Regions from separate parts of the Mus musculus genome. Here region 2 is linked to region 1. The links are chromatin contacts, called in public promoter capture Hi-C maps. All regions are on one chromosome and are shown on one strand. The core of a region is the stretch at or near the end of the contact, and the rest is flanking DNA. Distances in the headings are between cores, read along the strand shown.

The links. Capture Hi-C pulls out chosen DNA fragments and counts their contacts.
Region 2: a contact with region 1 is called in a promoter capture Hi-C map of adipose tissue. The contact joins the promoter of C1qtnf6 here to the promoter of Csf2rb2 in region 1.

What each region holds. Positions count from the first base shown.
Region 1 is chr15:78,303,004-78,307,967 of GRCm38.p6, forward strand. Csf2rb2 (colony stimulating factor 2 receptor, beta 2, low-affinity (granulocyte-macrophage)) reads right to left here and starts at 2,718. Exons shown (of 14, transcript NM_007781.3): 1 at 2,575-2,718.
Region 2 is chr15:78,527,208-78,532,171 of GRCm38.p6, forward strand. C1qtnf6 (C1q and tumor necrosis factor related protein 6) reads right to left here and starts at 2,444. Exons shown (of 3, transcript NM_028331.5): 1 at 2,311-2,444; 2 at 21-261. The coding sequence starts at 2,316.

The sequences.
Region 1 (4,964 bases), core at 1,468-3,967:
AGGTGGGGAAAGAAACACAGGCACACACAACATGCACAAACGCACACACGCAAATGAACATGCACACACAAGTACACGCACAAGCACACACACACACATGCATACGTGAGACACACATCCATGGTTACACACCAGCAGCATGTACCTGACTACACCCAGGCACTCACCCCTGTAATGCTCTCTTATGGTGGGAATAGCTCAAGGCCTGGTAGTGAAAGAATTGACCAGATCAAATTTGCTGTGAGAATTTCAGTAAGAGCAGTTGCTATGGACAGAGGCACAGTGGGAAACTTCTTATAGGAAAACGAAGGGTGCCCTGAGAATGGATGGATCCTTTTATAATTTGGAATGGATTCCCGTGTTGACAGAAGTGACAGCTATGGAAGATGAAGGATGCCCAAGTGTAAGGGGTCACCTGCTTTGGATGCTGTGCCAAAATCTAGAATTTTTAAATCGAAGAAGCTGTTTTTTGTGGGCTACTTATTCTGTGGTCAGTGTTACTAAAGAGGCTCAGGATTTGAGGAATTGCTAGAGAAAAGTTCATGACAAAGCATGTAGAGGTCATATAGAGGTCATTAGAGGTCACACAGAAAGCAGCTGAGGAGAGGCCTTAGACACATGGAACTGAGCAATGCCATCATGAACCCTGGTCAAGAGGGTCTAGACCAGTGGCTCCCAACCTTCCTAATGCTGTGACCTCTTAACACAGTTCCTTATGCTGTGGTGACCCACAACCTTAACATTATTTTATTGCTACTTCAGTCTTTTGATACGGTTCTGAGTCATGATGTAAATATCTGATCTGCTAGACATCTGACAGGAGGCTGCCTAGGGGTCCCGACCCACAGGTTGAGAACCATTGTCTAGAGGACTGGCAGCAAGGGAGACAAGCACCCTGTGGCACTCAGGTCCCTTCCTGAGTGGCCAGACCAGAAGTAGTAAGGAAAGATGGCAAACAGGTATCTCTGTACTCAGCATGTCTGGGTGAAGGGACAGTCCCAGGCCCATGCAACATGTGACTTACGACAATTTCCAGTATAGACAGGCAGGAGATCCTCGAAGATCCCGGAGAGTCACCAGGGGAAGAGAGAGGTCTAGGGTTAGATGCAGAGGCAGCAGAGCAAGTGAGGAAGAGCCTTACAGGACAGCCTTCTGGTTCCAGTACGGACATTAGGTTCCAGCTAAAGATTTGTTAGAGCCAGTAGTAGGATATGGTCTGAAGCTGTAATTCAGTCCATGAGGACAGAGAAGGAGTCTTCTTTTAAAGCTTTTAAGAAAGAGGTAAGGAGAGGGGAGATGCTGCTACAGAGATGTGGATGAAGATCCAATTCATTGGGCGATAAGGTTCAAAGGCCCTATGTGCTGTGCGGGAGCAGAGGCAGGGGCCTGAACCTCAGGCAAATTCTTTACTTAACAGGTCACAGAGATTTCTGTCAAACAATGGCTAATGCATGATCTCTGGAATACAGCATGTGGAATATATGAACAGGTTAGTTTATGATCTGTGAGACATGACAGTGATCTGTCAGCAGAGGGGTTGTCTGTGCCCCTGTCTGGGAGGGACTGGTCCCTAGCTATATGATGAGACACCTACCTGCTGGTACACTAGGTACAGAAGCGACACATCTGGACCTAAATCATCTGTGGTGATTTCAGAGCACAGTATGGTGTGTGTGTGTGTGTGTGTGTGTGTGTGTGTGTGTGTGTGTGTGTGTGTGTGTGTGTGCGTGTGCGTGTGTGTGTGTGTGTCTGTATGTCTGTCTGTCTGTCTGTGTGTGTGTGTGTGTGTGTGTGTGTGTGTGTGTGTGTGTGTAAGAGAAAGAGACACAGAGAGAGACAGACAGACAGAGAAAGAGAGGTACAGAAAAAGAAAAATTAGGGAGACAGAAACACTCACATAGAGACAGAAACAGAGACAGAGACAGAGAGACAGAAACACATACACACATACATACACACACAGAGGTGGGTAATTTGGTATGTCTCTGGCACTTCCCAAATGAGCTTGCCAAATACACCCAGTACCAAGGGAGGTTCTACATCTCTGGCTCTGTCCCCAACACTTCTTCATTCTTGTAGGTAATTTTCTCTACCCTCTCTCTTTCTCTGCCCTTCTTCCATTTCTCATTGAAGACAGAGAGAGCTATGTCTCCCACTCACCTTGTCCCACAGATGTGTGACCAGAAACTCAGGATAGGGACTGAAGTAACATATGGGTGGCAAAGTTAGAAGGAACACAGTAGTTAGCCCCACATAGAGCTTTCAGGGAGTCCTCCCTGCCACCAGGCCTCCAGTGATAAAGCTGTGTCCTCCCAGAACCCCAGAATCGCAGAGCCCCAGAGAACATCCTAACCGTACCTCTTCCAGAGCCCTGACTTTGTTCCCCGCTCCAATGTTCCGGCATGCCCCTCCTCTACTCACTGACTTGGAGTCTGAGACCTAGTCTTTCTAGAGAGATCAAGTTTGAGGAATATGCTACCCCAGCCCTGTCTTATGCTGTCCTTTTCCACCCTGGAGACCCTCACAGCCCCTGCTTTGCGCCCATCCTTAGCTCCGTATCAGGAAGCCACTTACCTCTGTGCTTGGGCGACAGGCAGCCTCCTTCGGGAGCCTCCAAGTGCCAGTGAGCTGCAGGCTCTTCCTATTTATTTGTGCCCCATCTGGAGGAAACAGAGAGCAGATTGAGGAAGTTGCCAGTGCCCTTTCACAAGCAGCTTTGCTTGCTTCTCAGAATTGTGGACACTAGCCTCTGATAAGACTCACGACATTTAGTTCTGCCAGAGTAGCTCGATCCCCACCATCTCCACATCAGCTCTCATGTGCCCTTCAGGTCTCAGCCTGGAATGGCCTCCTCCACACCCACCTCCCTGACTTCTCTGGAGGAAGCAGACACAGAGGGCAATAACCACCTCCCTGCGAGTGTGTGCCCAGAGCCAGGTAGAGCTGGGGTGGACTTGGAGGGCACCACTTCTCAGCATGTGGCCTTATGCAAATCAGCTACAGGTGGCCTCATAAAGCCTTGGGAACTCTTGGGGTATTTTTCTAGAAGGACCTAAAATCCAGAAGGGTTTTTGAGGGTTATGCTTTTGTCATGGAAAACCTAAGTTGACAACAGTCAGTAGGCAGTGGGAGCAGTCTTGATCCCTGGCTGTCAGCTTTGGCTTTCCCTTCTCTGTCCTGCCCTAGAGTCCCTGTCATCTTCTCCCATCTTGCAATCAGAGCAAGTGATGTTTTGTGTCTGTTCTCCTCCCCCAGTGCCCAGCCATAGCTCAGAGATGGTTTTCATGACTGGATGTATAGTGAATGAATGAATGAATGAAAAAATGAATAACTTGAGGCTGCTGGGGTTAAGAGGAGGGAAGTAAGACACTCCCTCAGGAAAAAAGTCAATGGGGACACCAAAACCCTGTCATAGGCATGAGTAATTTTTTTAATATGGTAAAAATACAAGCAAATAAGCGTAAAAATATAAGGGATGAAATGTCAGCCTTTTTTTAAAAAAAAGGTAGCTTTTTTTATGCATGAGACATTTCTTATCTCCCAATACAGAGCTACAGATGCAGGAGACCAGACAGTAGGAGAAGTGCCCCTGGGCACGGGGACAGCAGTCAGTTCCAGATGAACAGAAACCTTCCACCAACCTCGGCCTGATTCTATTCTCAGAGATCAGTGTGCCCGAATCTTATACTTCTAATCCACAACACTGCAGATCCTCATGTCCAGACACCAATGGGTTTGTTTTTACTTCATATTTTCTTTTATTCAACAGAAAACGAAAGTCAAGAAGTTCGGTGGCTGACTTGTCGCGAGGGGTGCAATCCATGGGGCACATGGCAGGTGTCTTGGTTCACAATGGTGTTCACTAGGTACTTAGTCAATCCTTTCTCCCCGTGCAGTAGCTATGTCATAGTCATGGCAGCAAACGACACAGAGTATGAATTGTGTGGTACCTATGAGAGGCTCTCATGGAACACGGGATACCCACACAAGGCAGGTGGTCTCTGTCTGATAACTGGATCCACTGTCCTATGTGGCCTTGAAATTCAGAGAGATTAGTGTCTCCTCACACATTGCATAACTATTTCTCCAAATATCTTACTGTTTGAGGAAATTGACACATCATCCAGACAGCCCTTGAAATCAATGCATAAATGATCATGTCCACCATCCCCACCTACACGGGACACCCCGGACATGTAAAACTGACAAGAAATCCTTGATCCTCAGATCATACAGCAGGAACAACATGTCTTGTTGGACAACCTACTACTCTTTGGGAATCAGTGTCACACTAGGGATCAATAGGGTCCTTGTCACCAACCTCCTGCTCCTTCCTTTAAACACCCATTGCTTTCTTAACACAGACTGTCCCCAGGTAAATGTACCCTTGTCCTAAGAGATCCATTCTCACTCAATTTCAGATCTCAACTCAAAGTGAAAATGAACACAGGCTAGCATGCCAAAAGGCCATTAAGAAGGACTTCCCTCATAATGGCATTGGTAAGGTATGACTAAGCTATCCAAATGTTTGCATGTCACCTTTTAAATTGGATATCCCTGGCTTATTTATGTAGTGTGTCCTGTGATTTGCATATTAGAGCCTTGGAAACAGTACCTGTCTTAAAGCAATAGATACACATAACACCCCTACCATATATTCCCTCAGCCTAGAGTCTCCTAAGAAAGCAGTCTCAAGTGAGGACTTGTCCACATGAGATGGGGTTGTCTTGACTGTTTCTAGGCTTGAGATAGCATCTCCCTATGCAGCCCTGGATGGCCTCAAACTCACAGAGATCAGCTTGCCTGTGCCTCCAAAAGGCATGAGCAACCACAGAAGTTGTCTTGATTGCTTATTGATGTAGGAGGGCCCCGCCTACTGTGGGCGGTACCATTCCCTAGGTATGTGATCTTGAGCTGTATAAGACAGTTACATAAGCATGAACCTATGAGCCAGCCAGCACACA
Region 2 (4,964 bases), core at 1,194-3,693, 220 kb after region 1:
TGCCCAGTGTGGTAACTCACCCTTTAGGATAGTAATGTTGATGTACGGCCTGACTTCAGGCAGGACATAAGGGGAAACAGGGGCCTGGACCGTATCATCAGAGGACATCAGGTCCTCGGGGTCACAGCATCGTCGACAGCCTTTGGGGAGATGGGAGGCCACAGATTCTCCAAAGGTAGTCTCCTCTGTGGGGACCCCAAACACAAGAGGAAGCAGGAATACTGCCCAGAGGAACCCCAGGCTGGCTATCCCCATGATGACCTGGAAGGAGAGACAGATAGATACATTTGTCTCAGCACCCCCAGATAACACTGCCATGGCAGACCCAGTGTTTCTAGGGGAGTAGGGAAGGACCTCTGGTAACAGAGTCTGGGGCCATCTGGGAAGCAAGCCTGGGGGAGGGCATTAGACTGGCCATCGAGCCTCCTGGTATCTGTCTACTGTGGCCACTGCCACATGGCCTGGGAAGGATGAAGGCCCCGTGGAGACCCTCAGATGGCACAAACCAGGTTCCCAGGCCTTCATTGGGGCACCAAGGAAGATGTCAGATATCCACATGGCTAGCCAGGGAAATGGAGAATGACTCTTTGACCCTCTCATCTCTAAAGGCTGTTTGCTGACCTCGGCTCCCACCACCTCTGGCAAGCACCATAGGAGATGTCAGGAGCTAGGGTCCCTGAGAGCATTGTAGATCCTGCAGGCCACTTCTGCACAGAAGCAAGAGGTCTCCCTCTTGAAGAACAAGGTGTCCCCTTTAGTACAGCATAAGGCTTATTAGCAGGGCTCATCCTTCTGGCATCTCTGTGTTGTTAACAACCCACTCTTGCCCAGGGGCCAAGTGATTCGAAGGTGGTTGTGTCAATCATGACAGGCCTACCAATCAGCCACTGAGGTGGTAAATTGAAATTAAGGGGGGTGAACAGAAAGCACCTGGACATTGAAAGGAATCAGAAATGGGAATGTTCCATCTCGGGCCTTGAATATGATGAGGTCTCCAGTTTCCAGACTAGGGCAGGAAGTAGGCCGGACACCAGAGGAGCTGGCTCGGTGGGCCGGAAGCCTGCAGTGGGCCCTTTGAGGTGGTGACAGGCTCGGGGGCTGGCACTACCCGATGATCACAGATCAGAAACTGCTATTGAAACCAGACTGGTTTTTACACCTCTTGGCGTCTCTTTGTTTATTTCCTTTTTGTTCCTCTTAACATTTAGTACAAATTCAAAAATATTTTTCTGTGGTTAATACAGGCTGAGAAGGTAAAATGATTACTTCTTGAAAGGCTATGAAGAGGGACTATGTTTTAAAGGGACAGAAGCTCAGAGCCTTCTCTCTAGGGATTGGGGTGACAACAGGAGGTGTCTTCATAGACACCCCCTTTCTGGAATGATCATACTGCTGGGGCCTGCTAGTTCTGCTCCACAGGCAGGGAATTCCCTCAGAGACCAACTCCACGCCTATTCTCAACTACAGGTCGCAGCAACACCCCCCCCCCACACACACACACACATACTTTATTCTGACCATAGATGTGCCCACCCTGTGAAGGAAATCCGAATAACTCACAAACACGTGACCTGGTGGTCATGTGACCTAGTGATTGCAGCTTAGCCCCTCTTTCATTCACACAAGCCGCCAACATGTCTTCCTTGCCAGGCAATATGGGCGACTTACACTCGGGGGAAACTGCCCAGTTTGTCAAAGACTTCAAAGTGCCCATTCCTTCCTCTTCCTGTATAGACCTCACTCTAGAGTCTATGGCTTGAAAGGCAAAGAACTTCCGGAGAGTCAGCATGGTTTGGAGACATTTTTGTTTCCTACCGGTCTGGTCCCTTGGGAGTCAGATGCTCAGAGACACAGAACTGGAGCTTTGGGGCAGGAAGCAGGAAGCAGGGCCCTCTCCCTAGAAACAGGACTAACTGCAGCTGGGATCCCTGGCTGGGTGCTAGGAGAGGGGCCAGGCAGTACCAAGTGTGGGGGTCACACCAACCATAGAGGGGTCTTGCCGGTCCCCACCACCTCACCTAAAATGCCAGAGCCTCTTGGTGGGAGGCTGGGCTACCGACCTTATCATCCAGATGGGCGGGGCTTAGTGGCTGGGGGTGGGTGGGTGGTGAGGAAGTCCCTGCAGGGGCAGGTAAACACCAGAAGCAGTGCAGGGTGGCCAGCAGTGCAGGGTGGCAGATCTTCCAAATGAGCTGGCTAGGCGAGAGGGAAAGAGCTATGTGCTTGCCAGAAAGAGGGGAACAGAGGAATCTCAGACTGTGACCCCAACCCCCATCCCAGTCAGAAGAAGAGAGGCCACCAGCCACTCACCCTCATCCTGCGGCCTCAAGCTCAACTCACAGACCCCGGACGGCCTCTGGCTCCTTGGCCCATGTCTGTGATGATAACTTGTTGCAGGCCCGACCCCTAGGCCTACGACTGAGCTAGGAGGGCGGAGGGATGGAGGGAGGGAGGGAGGGAGGAGGGAGCACGCTGAGCTGGCTTCCCAGTCCCCTCCTCCTGCTCCCGCCCCTCCAGCCTGGGGCTCTGCCTCGGAGGTACTGGGAGACTTGGATCTTTAACATCCTTGGGCATCTGTGGCCCTGGCCCAGCGCTGGGGACCTGTTTGAGTCAAATGCCCTGGGAGTTAGACAGGACGAGCATCAAGAGCCTAGAAAGACTCCGCCTGGAAATTGGAGGCTGCACGAGAGGGGGCGGGGCTCTGCATTACTCAGGAAAAGGGAGGCAGCCCGGATCTAGTCTGAGCCCAAGAGCCATCTGCCAAGAGCTACAGAGACTGAGTGGCATGAGCCACTGGTACCCATCCTCCATAGGTATAAATCCTGGTCCTAACACCCAGCAACATGGTCGAGCATTGCCTCTCCTGCCGGAGGTGTTCAGGGATTCTGCCCCTACCATTCATGCTGGACCAAAGATGGCTTATTCCTTCTTCCCCACCTGGAATCCTGCCTTCACTGACTCTCCTAAAGCCAGCTCCCTTACAGAAGTATAACCCCCAACATGTTCAAGGTGGAGCTGGGGGAGGCAGCCTGTGTGCCCTGGGACTAGGCAAAACCCTGCCTCAGTTTCCTCCTGGGCAAACTGGGGAATGTTTAGCAAAGACCACCGCCCTGGCTCCTAGCCCTGGTTTCCTGGAGGTCGGAAACCCTGTGCAATTCCTGTAAAATGTCCCTCACCCTTGGCGACCTGTTATTTCAGTTTTGCTGGATACCTCCTTGCCTGAGCTAGGTTTCACCTCTCTGGGGAACCTTGGTCCTCAAAAGTATTTAGATTTATTATTCCTAGCCCCACCTCCAGCCTCTCTCCAGGTTAGCAGCTAGAGGGTCTTGGCAGTGGTATTACTCTCTAGCCCACTGCTTAGGGGATAGATTTAGGTCTGGGACTTCAATAAAAAATAAAAAAGTATACCAGCCCTATTTCTTAGGGTCCTTGACAGGGCTGTCTCTGGGTTCAGGCTTCCTGGGCATTTAGGCAGACAATCCAACAGCAAGACTAGGCCTGGAACGAGCCTCAGAGATGATCTAATCCCATCCCTTAATCAGGGACATTGTGGCCCAGGGAGATCAAGCCTTTGGTACAAGGTCACATAGCAGAGCGAAATCCAAGTTGAGAGGACGCCAGATTCTTCTAGTCTGGTGCTGCCTCCCAAAATGACTTGGAGTTCTCAGGTCCAGTCAGGAATACATTGGCAGAAGAAAGCAGAGAGGGGGATGATAGCCCTATAAGGGCCACCACAAAGCTCACACTGGCATGGCTCTGTGTGGCCCTGCCGGAGCAGCATTCTTGAGGCACAGAGCCAGACCTGCAGAGAGGCTACCCGCTTCAAGCTGCAGCCACCAGAGCAAAGGGCTGAGTCAGCGGCCCCGGGGGTGGGAACAGCACCAGGCAGTCTCAGATCTCTGGGAAGAAGGCCGGGAAGATGGATGAAAGAAAAGATGGACGGTCAGGGAGAAGCAGGCGAAGGGCACAGTAGTGCAGAAGGCTGTGTGCCTAGCACTGTGCACCCCACTACACTCCGCACCGAACTATACAGGGACAAGGCTGCTCATCCGGCCCTAGCAAACCAGAGGCTGCCGGCTACTGACCTCAGACACGAGGGCGTCCAGGCACATCAGGTAGACTTGAGACATGAAGTCCAGCTCTGGAGTAACAGACAGACTATGGCTCTGTCCCATGTCTTCTTTCTAACTTCATGACATTGGGTAAGTCCCTAATTCCCCGAGTCTTTGGAGGGGAAGCAGGGGCGGGGCTGATATGAAGGTTTCTCTGTGTAGTCCTGGCTGTCCTGGAACTCACTCTCTAGACCAGGCTGGCCATGAACTCATAGAGTTCTGACCACCTCGGCTTCCCCAGTGGTGGGATTAAAGGTGTGCTTGACATTTCTCTGGGTCTTAATAACCCTGGGCCGAACGATCTTGAAGAGTCCAGGATTGTATGAGTGTCTGGGAACAGCCAACCAAAGGGTATCTTGCTACTTTGGTTAAGCCCAGTATGCAGAGGTGTGCACCCACTTTTCTCCGCACACCCACCAGTGGATACCTTCTTATACTCTTTCACAGCCTTTGCCAGTAAATGTATACCCGGACACAAAAAGCCAGAACCAGGTCTAAGGCCAGAGTCCTACAATATAAGTGTTTGTTTCTCTGCTCATTCCTGCCCTTTCTCCCAGGAGGCAGGACAATGACTTACTGACGCCAGAAGGCAGCCCTGTGTAAACTGTGAATGGTAAATCACAGTTGGAGTTCAAGGTCATTACCGAGTTAAGGTCTAAACAGATAGGTAGGAGGTCGCCATCTCCTGGAGGGAGTCAGCGCGCGCCCCAGCACCCAGCACCAGTACCTCAGCAGGCAGTCCAAGCCTGGCTGGGGAGCAGAGTGTATTCCTCCAATCCTCAGCACCCCAGAAAGTAGGCAGAGTTCCAGGGCCCAAACCGTGGAAGCCTAGTAAGGGGAGGAGCCGAGCAT